2 separate regions of the Anser cygnoides genome follow, and region 2 is linked to region 1. A link is a contact called in public Hi-C data. All regions are on one chromosome and are shown on one strand. The core of a region is the stretch at or near the end of the contact, and the rest is flanking DNA. Distances in the headings are between cores, read along the strand shown.

Region 1 (5,253 bases), core at 1,110-3,609:
AAAAAAAACACACAGAACTTCAACAATGCTATGTAGTTACAGTACATCCAGTGTTTCTTTCTGTCTCTTTAGCATTACACTGAACTACGATGCTTTAACTGTTTTTTTTTTAATTGCTTGAAATACTTTGACTTGAAGAATACAAAATGTTATTCTAGACCAGACTTGTAAGCCAATCTAGCAACAATTCAGCTGCATAGCCAGCTCCAGATATCCTTCTGAAGACGCAAGAACAGAGTAATACAGTATAACCTGCCGTACATAACATGGAAGGTATGGTATAATCTGTAATCTTCTCCATGAAGTGTTAATCCTAATTGTTAGAAGCTGTTTTCACATACAAATCAGACAATTTCTCTAGCTTGTTTGGCTCAATTTGTGATCATTTACAAATCTTTGTTTGCACTAGTAACTGTAAGTCTGGATATAATTACACACATAAGCATCCCAGGAGCTCTACTAAATTCTTCATCTCAAATATGATCAGTGACAGTCAGATCAAATTGTTATGTGGAAAACTGGCAAGTTAGTGACTTTTAAAAACAGTCTTCATTTCATTGTACACACCATTGTTCTTGAGCACGCAACATGGGTACTTCCCTCAACCTGTCAGAGGAGGACTGCAGCAGAAATCCTGAGCCATGACTACTTGTAAAACCAGGCAACATGCCAGGAACAAGCTTGTCTTCAATACGTATGCCTTTATCACCACAGTTCCTTAGGATCTACACACAGGAATCAAGAAGAAAATTTCTCTCAAACCGAACACTTCCCTGAAATCAACCACATGCAGGGAAATAACATCTGAAAAAGCAGATTAGTTCATATGCTATTCTATTCGACACGCAGTGGGTTGGAGGGCATCTCACCACTTGACAAGGAAACTGACAAAGCAACGCAGAGGTGGACCTGTACTCTGGATCAGATCTCTCTGCCTCCACAAGCCTGAGGGAGGAAGGTGTGCGTGTTCCCCACGTGCTCTTGGCTGTTTGTCAGCCCACACCCGCGGGCCTCTCCTTTCCACTTGCACCTGTAGTGGGACCAGCACATCACAGAAACTAGCTGAGTTCAGGACTCAGCTTTCAAACCAAATTCAACCTGCTTTCCATTTTTTCTGCAAGCACGAGTTGGCAAACGCTCACCAATCTCTGTCAGAATTATTTTTAATCTCCTGATGGTGAGGCACTGGCACAGGTTGCCCAAAGAAGCTGTGGATGCCCAATCACTGGAGGTGTTCCAAGGCCAGGCTAGATGGGGCTGGGGGCAGCCTGGTCTGGTGGGTGGTGTCCCGGCCCATGGCAGGGGGGTTGGAACTGGGTGGGCTTTCATGTCCCTTCCAACCCAAGCTGTGCTGTGCTATCAGACTCACAGTGAAAACAATAACATTCTACAAAATAAATCAGTTAAGAAAATGATATTTGGAGACTGAGCTGTAGCTGTCTGAACGCAAGATTTAGTGCCAACCCTCTTAACGCTGCAACACGCGCGAGGACACGGAGGGGCCCCCCCACGCCCAGGAGGCAGCACCCCGGGCTCCCCCAGTCAGAACTTGCAGTCCCCGCGCCAGCACCCTGCCCACACCGCTGCCTGCCGGAGGAGGTTTCCCTTTTCCCTTTTCTCTTCTCCCTCCCCGCGGAGCCCGAGGCCGGCAGCGGTGTCACCGGGCCCCTCCAGCAGCCACCACCACGAAGTTGGGGGAGAGGCGAACAAACCCCGGACGGGTGCGTGAGCCACAAAATAAGAGAGTTTAAAAAAAAAAAAAAAAAAAAGGAAAAGAAAGAAAGAAGGAAAGCGACAGCCGTCGCTCGCAGGGCGGTGGGAGCCATAACATCGCGGCTCAGACCCGCCTCGGGGCGGCAGCGAGCGGAGACCCCTCGGTGTTTTGGGGTGACCCGGGGCCCAGCGCCGCCGTCTCCGTCCCCACGGCCCCGGAGGAAACTTCTCCGGCTGAGGACCGGCCACCACCGGCCAGCCGGGACGCGGCACGGCCCCGGCCCCGGCCCCGGCCCCGGTCCCTGTGGCAGCTCCAGCCCCGCCGGCCGGGCCCTCGCCCTCCCGGGGAAGGCGGCCCCGTCCCGCCCGGTCCGGTCCGGTCCGGTCCGGTCCGGTCCCGTCCCGTCCCGTCCCGTCCCGTCCGGCGGGGCACAGCGCCCGGGGCCCCTCCGTCCGCAGCCACCGGCGGAGCAAACCGCCGCAGCCACCTCCTGCTCCTCGCCCCCCGTCCCCACTCACTCACCGCGGCGGCCGCGCTCCGCTGGCGGCGGCAGTGACACCCGGGGCTGCCGCGCTCCGCCGCCACCGCCGCGACCCCTTCCTGCCACCGCCCCGCACCGCCCCGGGGTGGAGACAGCCCCGCCACCACCCCCCGCCCCGCACCGCCCGCACCGCCCCGACCGGGACGCGGCGCCGTGCACGTCGCCCTCTGCCGAGCAGTGGCGGGCGGCGGGGCCGAGCTGGATCAGGGCGTCTCGGTCCCCGGCGGCGGGCGGCGAGGTGCCGAGGGCTCCCGGCAGAGGCACGGCCGTATGGCCGGGCGGCCCTCCTCCTTGCCGGTACCGCGTAACTTTGTGCCGGGCTGCTCGCCTCTCGGCCGGGAAGCTGAAGGCCCGGCCGAAGGGCTTCGGGCCTTACCCTGGGCCGTGGAAGGAGCCCCAAACAGTCCTGGGTATGCAAACCTTCCCTGGGGCTGTCTTCTGGGAATACCAGGGCCCTCAAAAACCAGCCCTTCTTGTGAGTGCAGGACATCTGACCTGCAAGTATTAGTACACGGAGCCAAAGCCTTTGAAAAGGGAAATTGAAAAGCACTGACGAATTATGCTATCGACTTTTTGAAAAGGAATTGGGAACATTGAGGAAGATTTTCTTTAAGATGTTGCTTCGGATTTTTCAAAGTGCTATCTTCAAAGTTGGAAGAAATCAACATTTCGGCTTTTTGTGAATACCTTTGTATAGAAGAGGTCACTAATTTAAGGAAATGCTGCCAACTCCTATAGTAAACATTATACAATCTACCTTAGACTTAATGTTTAATGGCCCTCTAAATAATTCTGCTGTACTTACTTCCATTTGCCTGTATTGCTTTCATTACTTTGAGTGTTGTTTGAATGTTGTTTTTTGTTTTTTGTTTTTTTTACTTTAATTTCAGTTATGTTACTTGTCTCTTTGCCAAATGAATCCGTACTGATTCGCAAAGCACATAAAATGAATACATTAAAACGTGCTGTTTAACTTTTGCCTCCTCATCTTCTGAACCCTGAGATGAGACTTTCCCTGTCCTTTTCTTTGAATATGATATATTCTGGCATAGAAAAATAAAACAGCTTTTTTATTTTGCAACTTAGGCTGTAGCCTCCTAGCATGAAGTGCGGAAAAATAAATTTACCACGCATTAGGCCCTCTAATTTCCTGTGAGGCTGACTTCACCGAGTTTTAAAAATATTTGTCATCATACATGATTGGGTATATACTTTAATGTCTTTTTGATAAAGACAAAGTATTCCAAATGTTCTTTTTCATAAAAGATAAATTACTATAAGGCTTTTGTGGAAATAAAACTGGTGGGGGGGGGGAGGGGCATGTTTCTTTACTTTGCAAACCCTTTCTTTAAATCTATAGACTCCTGCATTAGGTCCTAATTCAACAAATATTTCAAATATTTGGAAAGTAGATGCATGCTTAAGTAACTAAATTTGAGGTGAAAATTATATCAAATTGAAGGATTTATTTGGTCTGTGGGTACAATGTCATGATAATGCACTTAGACTTTATTGCATGCAGGAATGGACTGAATTTTATGTACTAAACTTTGCGTCGAGTGTACTCATTCATCTGTCAGAGATGTTCATTATGAGTGCCAAGCACGGAGTTGCCACATGCCGGTTATAGATGTATGAGAAAGTATTATTTGAATGCGTCCAAAAAGCTTCTGAGTCATGCAGTCCTCCTGTGTGCGCTTCTAAAACACAGTAGTATTGGCACCGGCAAACAGCTATAGTAAATGTTAAATCATAAAGGCTGCTAGCATATATATTGATGAAATATTTTAGCTGGATGAATAAACACATAGATTCATTGATAAATTGAATGAAAGCTGTTTTGTTCTTTGTTTTGAGCATCATCTCCTCTGTTTCTGGCAGAGAAGCTCATTTCCTTTTCCACCTCCCTTTTAGGCAGAACAAAATGCCACCCTTCCTTTTTTTCTCTAGCATATATAAAAGCACAGACAGCATATACACTGGAGAGCAGCGTGGAGATTTTACTTTGCAAATGGAGCAGCATGCTGGCAGCATAAAGGATGAAAGTCTTTGAAGAGCTCTTTTGAGGATAGAAATCAGCCCATGAACTCCTTCAGGCTGCAGTCTTATTCATCGTTATTTCCAAGATTTTTTCAAGATCTTTTTCAAGATAAAATCCATTTTTTAAAAAGAGAACCAATGAGCTGGATATGTATTATATAGATATATATCACAGACATACTTAGTGTACTTCTCATACCTCAACATAATGCAGAAATACAACAGAACAAATAACTTTCCATTGGAGGTTTAATTTTGTCTGGGTAAACAGGGAAATATGCCACAAATTCAATTATCTCTGCTAGCACCCTTAGCAAAACTTCGCTAAGGTTAGCACCTGTGTGCAATCAATGGTCCCTGTGGATTTCAGAGGAGGTAAGCTTTTTGTGGCACTGCTGCCTTTCGTATGAACAGAAGATACTAATCTTTAGCTCTGCCAGGCCAATACCTAAAAAACTGTAAAGAAAAATCATTCGTAACTATTATATAGAATGATGCCGTATTTTACATACAGCTGAGGATGGTTTATACTAAGACATAGCTTCAGAGCAGAAAATATTGTTGGATCTATCTGATCTATTTGGGGTGTTGCTAGCCTACATATACACTAGTCTTTTGGTCTTAAGGCATATGAGAAATCTGACATGACTGAATGTGAGTGCCAGTGATTACTGGTGCCCCAGTGCTAGCAATTCAGTTAGTTGTCATTAATCTGAATGTACCAACATAAATAACCATCCTTGAAAATTATCCACATATCTCCTGAGGCTTATGATCTGTCTTTAAATAACCTTACTCTTGCCTGTTTGCCTCTGGGATCTCTACAAATGTCTCACTAAAATGTATTTATTTATTTGTTTATTTATTATATGTATATATATACACTCACTTTTTTTTCTTTTTTTTTTTTTTTTTCTCAAAACAATTGGATGTCTGTGATAATAATGAAGGGAGACTT
Region 2 (5,253 bases), core at 1,365-3,864, 340 kb before region 1:
CTTCTCTCCCATTTGTACTATCATTTTGCCATCTTTTAGGGTAACAGGAGCAGTGCTGTCTCACTTCTTGCAGACACTTCAACTCCATTTTGCCCGCACATTTTAGTGCTCCCAGTGGCACTGTTACATTCTTTACAGAGCATGCAACTTTTTTCTAGAGGCTGCAACACAAAATGAATAGGGCATCAGAGCATTCAGACATGACTCTCTATTTGTTGTCTGCAGTAATCAGCATGCATTTTGAAGACAGTATCATTAGTCACTATCATTACAGAGCCACTAGAGACTCTTTCGAGATTGAAGTAAATTAGTGGTGCAGCACCCATTTCCATTCTCACACTGACAACCTTACTCAAACTCCAGAAGCCTTATAAATACACTTCACAACAATGTTCCCCACTACTAAAGAGCTAACAGACTCAGTCAAGTCAAAGGCTATACTAGACTGTATTTATATAACATACATATATGTTCACATACGCATATATTTTTCCAAAGTTCAAGGATTCAAGAATCATACCAAAGTCCAGCACCACTTTGACCCTCTTAATAAGCACTACTTAGATGCTAAATACTTCAAAGGTATCAAGTTTTTAAAGTGACAGTTAACATTGCATATTTTTCCAAAGAATCATTAAATTCGTCTTAGAAAATTCAGCTGTGATTAAATAAAGTTCCACATAACCACGAGAAATCATAACATTTTATCCAGCATTATAACTGAACTTGTTAGCAGAACTAAAACCTTTAAAAATTCATGAATGAAAATTCATGAAATAAAAATTCTTGAATATGAACATTAAGGAAACTGCCTATACTTCGTCTCATAGAAGCTTCAAGCGATATGCTTCTTTCTGAATTCCCAAATATCCATCTCTCAGCTTAGTCTCCCTCCTCATCTTCTGTCTGTGTACTAAGATGCTTTCTTATTCTTGATATTTTTCCTTGTCCAAACAAGGAAAGCAAGTTTCTAAGCTTTTATCAGGGTAACATGAGTTATTCCAGTAAACAAAGTTCTGTAGCATGCTACCAGACGAGATTCAGTTGCCTGAACACAAAGAATGCTTCAGCCCACCTGTGAGATCAGTGACTTTATTACACAGATCAGGATGTAAAGCTGCGTGGTGATAATTGAATATATGGCAGATTTAAGACACTACTAAGAAGATAAGTAATTTGTGCCTTTGAATGTCTATTATGTTATAAGTGAGACCATACAAATTTCTTGGTCTATCAGAAATATTTTATTAATTAAGTAAGCAGGCACAAGCAAAACAGCGCTGGGCGGCTGGGGAGTCTCCGCTCCACCACAGCACGCAACTTTCCCTTTTCAGTGTCGCCGTTTTATAGCATCCAAGTTTCGGTTTGTCAGGACTTGTTGGACCTTCTGAAGCTGCGCAGTTCGTTGTTGGGGGTCGTTGTTTTTCTTTCGATGATCATGCGTTGTGCTCGTGTTCAAGGGGGAGGGTAGTGAAGCGGGAAACAGTATTTCACAGAGTCTTTGTTTTACCAAGGATGTTTATCCAACACCCCCTCCCCACTATCTACTTGCTTAGTCTTCCCCCTTAACAAGGTCGTAAATTGCAAAACCTTATCTTCTCAGCAGATCCTCTGAATTCCTTTTAAAGACAATGAACAAACACCCGCTAATTTATCACATATTACAATGAGAAAACTATTTCCTACTTCAGTCATTAATAATCACAGAAAGGAAGAATGCCGCTGGAAATCACGTATTGAAGGGCTGGTGGCAGCTCTTCACCAGGTGGAAACAATTATTGATATATGGATAGATGACCCTCATTGTATCAGGTATGGCTAGATAGCTTCCAGCTGATTAAACAAAATTAAAATCACATCCCTTAACTTTCCATTTGTTCCTGTCTGGAAGAATACTCCTATCAATTCCTCATGCACACACTCACTGCTTCGCTCCTGCATTGCTCCTACTGGGGATAGAAAGGGAGTGCATCTCACAGGGCTAGTTCTCTGCCGAGGATAGCTAACCACAGGCCATGCTCTTGGTGCTTATTCAGTGCACTCTGATGCCGCTTTTGGTAGCTCCTAGGACGTAATGATAGCTTAACTACACGCATTCCTCTAGGACTGGTGCAGCCACGATTTCCCCAAGCTTTCCACAGCGTCAATGAAAGTGTGTATGTTAACCTGCCTCCTGGTGTTTTTAGGCTTTCCGGCCTCCCTTTTAACTACCTCCCCCAGCTGCGTATCATTTGCTCCACTTGTCTCGCAAACACTCGTGCGTTCTATTGATAACTTGGTTTTGCTTTCTGTTAGCGTGGTGGGAAATAAACAAGTAAACAAAGCCTGGCTGGTCTCCGTAACTAAAACCAGGTATCGCCCGCAAGTCGAGCCGTCCCTCCGTTCCTCACCCTGCCGGCAGCATAAACTCTGTCCCGAAACCTTCTCCCCCTCTCCCCCATTCCCCCAGCCGCCCTGAAGGCCGAGTCCCGTTCCCAGACTCCAGCCTCCAGCCAGCCCGCGCTGGGCAGGCCTGGGCCCGCGGGGCGGGGCGGCGGCGGGACGCGCCCCCACGGCGGCGGAAGGGCGCCCGGAGTCCAGCTCCCCGCGGCGACCGGGCTGCTCACGGTAACGGGGCTCCCCCGAGCACCTCCCCGTCCCGTGCTGCCCCCCTCGCCTGGTCAGCGCAGCGCTGCGGTGCCCCCCCGAAGGCTGCCCGGGCTGGGATCCGGCGGTGCCTGGCCAACGCCAGGCACTGGCGGCGGCTCGGGGCGTGAAGTGGGTTTGTGAACGCGCAGGTCATCGGCGTTGTTCGTGGCGAAAAGCCGAGTTTGGCCCTTTTTGGTAGTCAGTCATGCGTCAGCGGCTGTGTTTGTAATGCTGTTCAGAGATGCCGCGGGGGTTGTGAAACGTCGGGCCTCTGGAGGAGGGTGGACAACGGAGTTTGGTGGCGCTGAACGCCCCTGAAATGCTAGAGGTGCTTGTTTGCCGCAGAGACTGCCCTCTGAAGGGATCGAAACCTCAGGAGTCATAGCGCAAGTTACTAAATTAATTTGTCACCGCTCCCGAGTAGAGATCCACTCAGCAAAAAGCGCCTCAGAGTGAGGTGAACAGGCCTTTTCCCTGGAAGGGGACTGCTGTCTTACATTTATTTTGCATTTTTTTTTAGAATATCCGACCGAGATTCGTTTATTGGAGTGGACTTTTGCACTGTTCAAAGGTCTTATCTGTGTACTTGTTTGATCAGAAACCAGAACATGTTTTCCATATTCAAATAGGCTTCAATTTCATAGTACAATATTCTTGTCCTTAAGCCTCTTTCAAACGAGTCTTGATTTTTAGGGTAAAAATTTGGCATGTCTGGTGATGTGTGGGACTAAGATTTGTTGAGGATTAACAATTTCATGCTAATTATAAGAATTTTACTGTTATATCACCAATTTGGTGACAGTGTTGGGTTGCCTTTATAGCATTAAATTTATGTCGTTTACTTGAATTGTTTTTACTAATGGCTGATATATTTTCATGCATTTTTGCTTTCCAACTTAGCTGAGACAATGACAGGCTTTGAAAAGAACCTCCATCAGGAAATGATTTCTCAGCTGCATAATTTTGCTGCTGTTGGAGATGCAGCCAAACTGAAAGCGTTGCTCAGCCATTCACCATCACTTATCAATGCAGCTGCAGATAACGGCTGGACGGCCTTGATGTATGGTGCAAGAAATGGACACTTTGACATAGTACGGATTCTTCTGGAAGAAGGGTAAGCTGTTTAGTAGGTCCCACTGAAGAGTTCTGCCCTAAATTTCTTTCTGTCCAGTTAAATATGACGTCAAACAAGTAAATTTACTCAACAGATAGTGGAAGAATATTCAGGCTTAAAATTCAGAATTACATGCTTTGTGTCATTTTATAACTGGATTGTGCTATTTGCTAAAAACTGTTGAAAAGATATAAGGATCCCTAAAATTATTGATCTTCAAAGATACATTGTCAGTCCTCACAGAAACCTGCAGAACAGAACAGAATTTGTACCCCATTCCAAACAGTGTTCTGAATATAAATTTGATGTATGTGATTGTTCTACTTAGGCTTTTTCCGTAAGGTTTAATTGTAATCCACTTGCATCTATGTTACAGTGCAGAATGTTTGCAGACATATTGACCATTATGTAGGATATGACAGACGTACCTACACCAAAGTTAGTGATTTCTGAATTTCATGCTGCTTTTCTTTTAGATGTGTCTTCCTTCCTCTTTCAGCTGTCATATTTTTTTATTCAGTCACTGTGACACCATGCATGTTCTTTGCTTGTCAAAGACTTGTTTTAATACATTTGTTGTCCATCTTCAACTCCTGTAGTTCTAGTCTGGCAAGACACTGAGAAAAGCACAAAATGCTGCAAAGTTTTTGAAACTTCAGAGAAGATTTTTCCAAAGCCTGAATAAAGTTAGGATCGATATGTTTCAAATGGAAAACATTTCATAATGAGAGCGAGAGTTCAGCGGAGCTCTGTCTTAATCAAGGCTGATCTGTTCTTCTCTGCAACCCTAATTACGGAGCCATGCTAGACTAGTTCATTCTGTGGTTATGAGTAATCTCAAGCACGTCATTCCACAGCCTCCAGGATATTTTTACACTTTTTTTTTTTAGCCCTACGCAGATGCTGTACTTTCTGCTGGATCTCAGCATGGAGTGTCAGATGAACTGCTGTTTTGCACCATAATTAGTGTATTCTAGCAAGCAGAGGAGCTTCACTGTGCCAGATCTTCTGGATTGAAAACCTCTGTGCATTGAGTAATACTTTGAGATTTTGGAGAATTTACCAGTTTGGTAAACAGGTTAACAACATTTGAAGCTGCGCTTACTGTAAAGAAGAGTGAATTTCTGCTCTTCGATGCCTTTTTCATGGCCATTCTCTTAGACAATTGAATGTAGTTACTGATGTGTTACCTCAGTCTCTTTGGTTTCATTTTAGTCAGGTTTAGTCATAATAACCATTTAGACAAATACAGTTGCTGGATGCATAAACATGAACATCAAGTACAACTATGAAGGTAATATTATATAACATTCCAGAGACTGAGCCTGGATAACTAGTCATTTTTTTACTCATACATGCTTGAGAAAAGCTACAGGAAATGTTTATAGACTGAAAGAAAGATCATAGTGATCTAAAGAGTTTGGGCCACTGCAGAAGACACTAAATAACAGCTTCATCATAGTCTTCATGTACCTGAGCAGACACTAAGTAGAAGACAAAATCAGAACAAG

The links. A called contact is a pair of places that touch in the nucleus more often than the background predicts.
Region 2: a contact with region 1 is called in a Hi-C map of liver, with 1.9 times the contacts expected there. The contact joins the promoter of NUDT12 here to the promoter of PAM in region 1. A contact is called at or near these places in 2 of 7 Hi-C or Micro-C datasets (both in liver).

Annotation. Positions count from the first base shown.
Region 1 is chrZ:25,469,621-25,474,873 of Taihu_goose_T2T_genome, reverse strand. PAM (peptidylglycine alpha-amidating monooxygenase) reads right to left here and starts at 2,359. Exons shown (of 25, transcript XM_048050219.2): 1 at 2,237-2,359.
Region 2 is chrZ:25,809,975-25,815,227 of Taihu_goose_T2T_genome, reverse strand. It overlaps NUDT12 (nudix hydrolase 12), which reads left to right and starts at 2,614. Exons shown (of 8, transcript XR_010827825.1): 1 at 2,614-3,085; 2 at 3,529-3,742.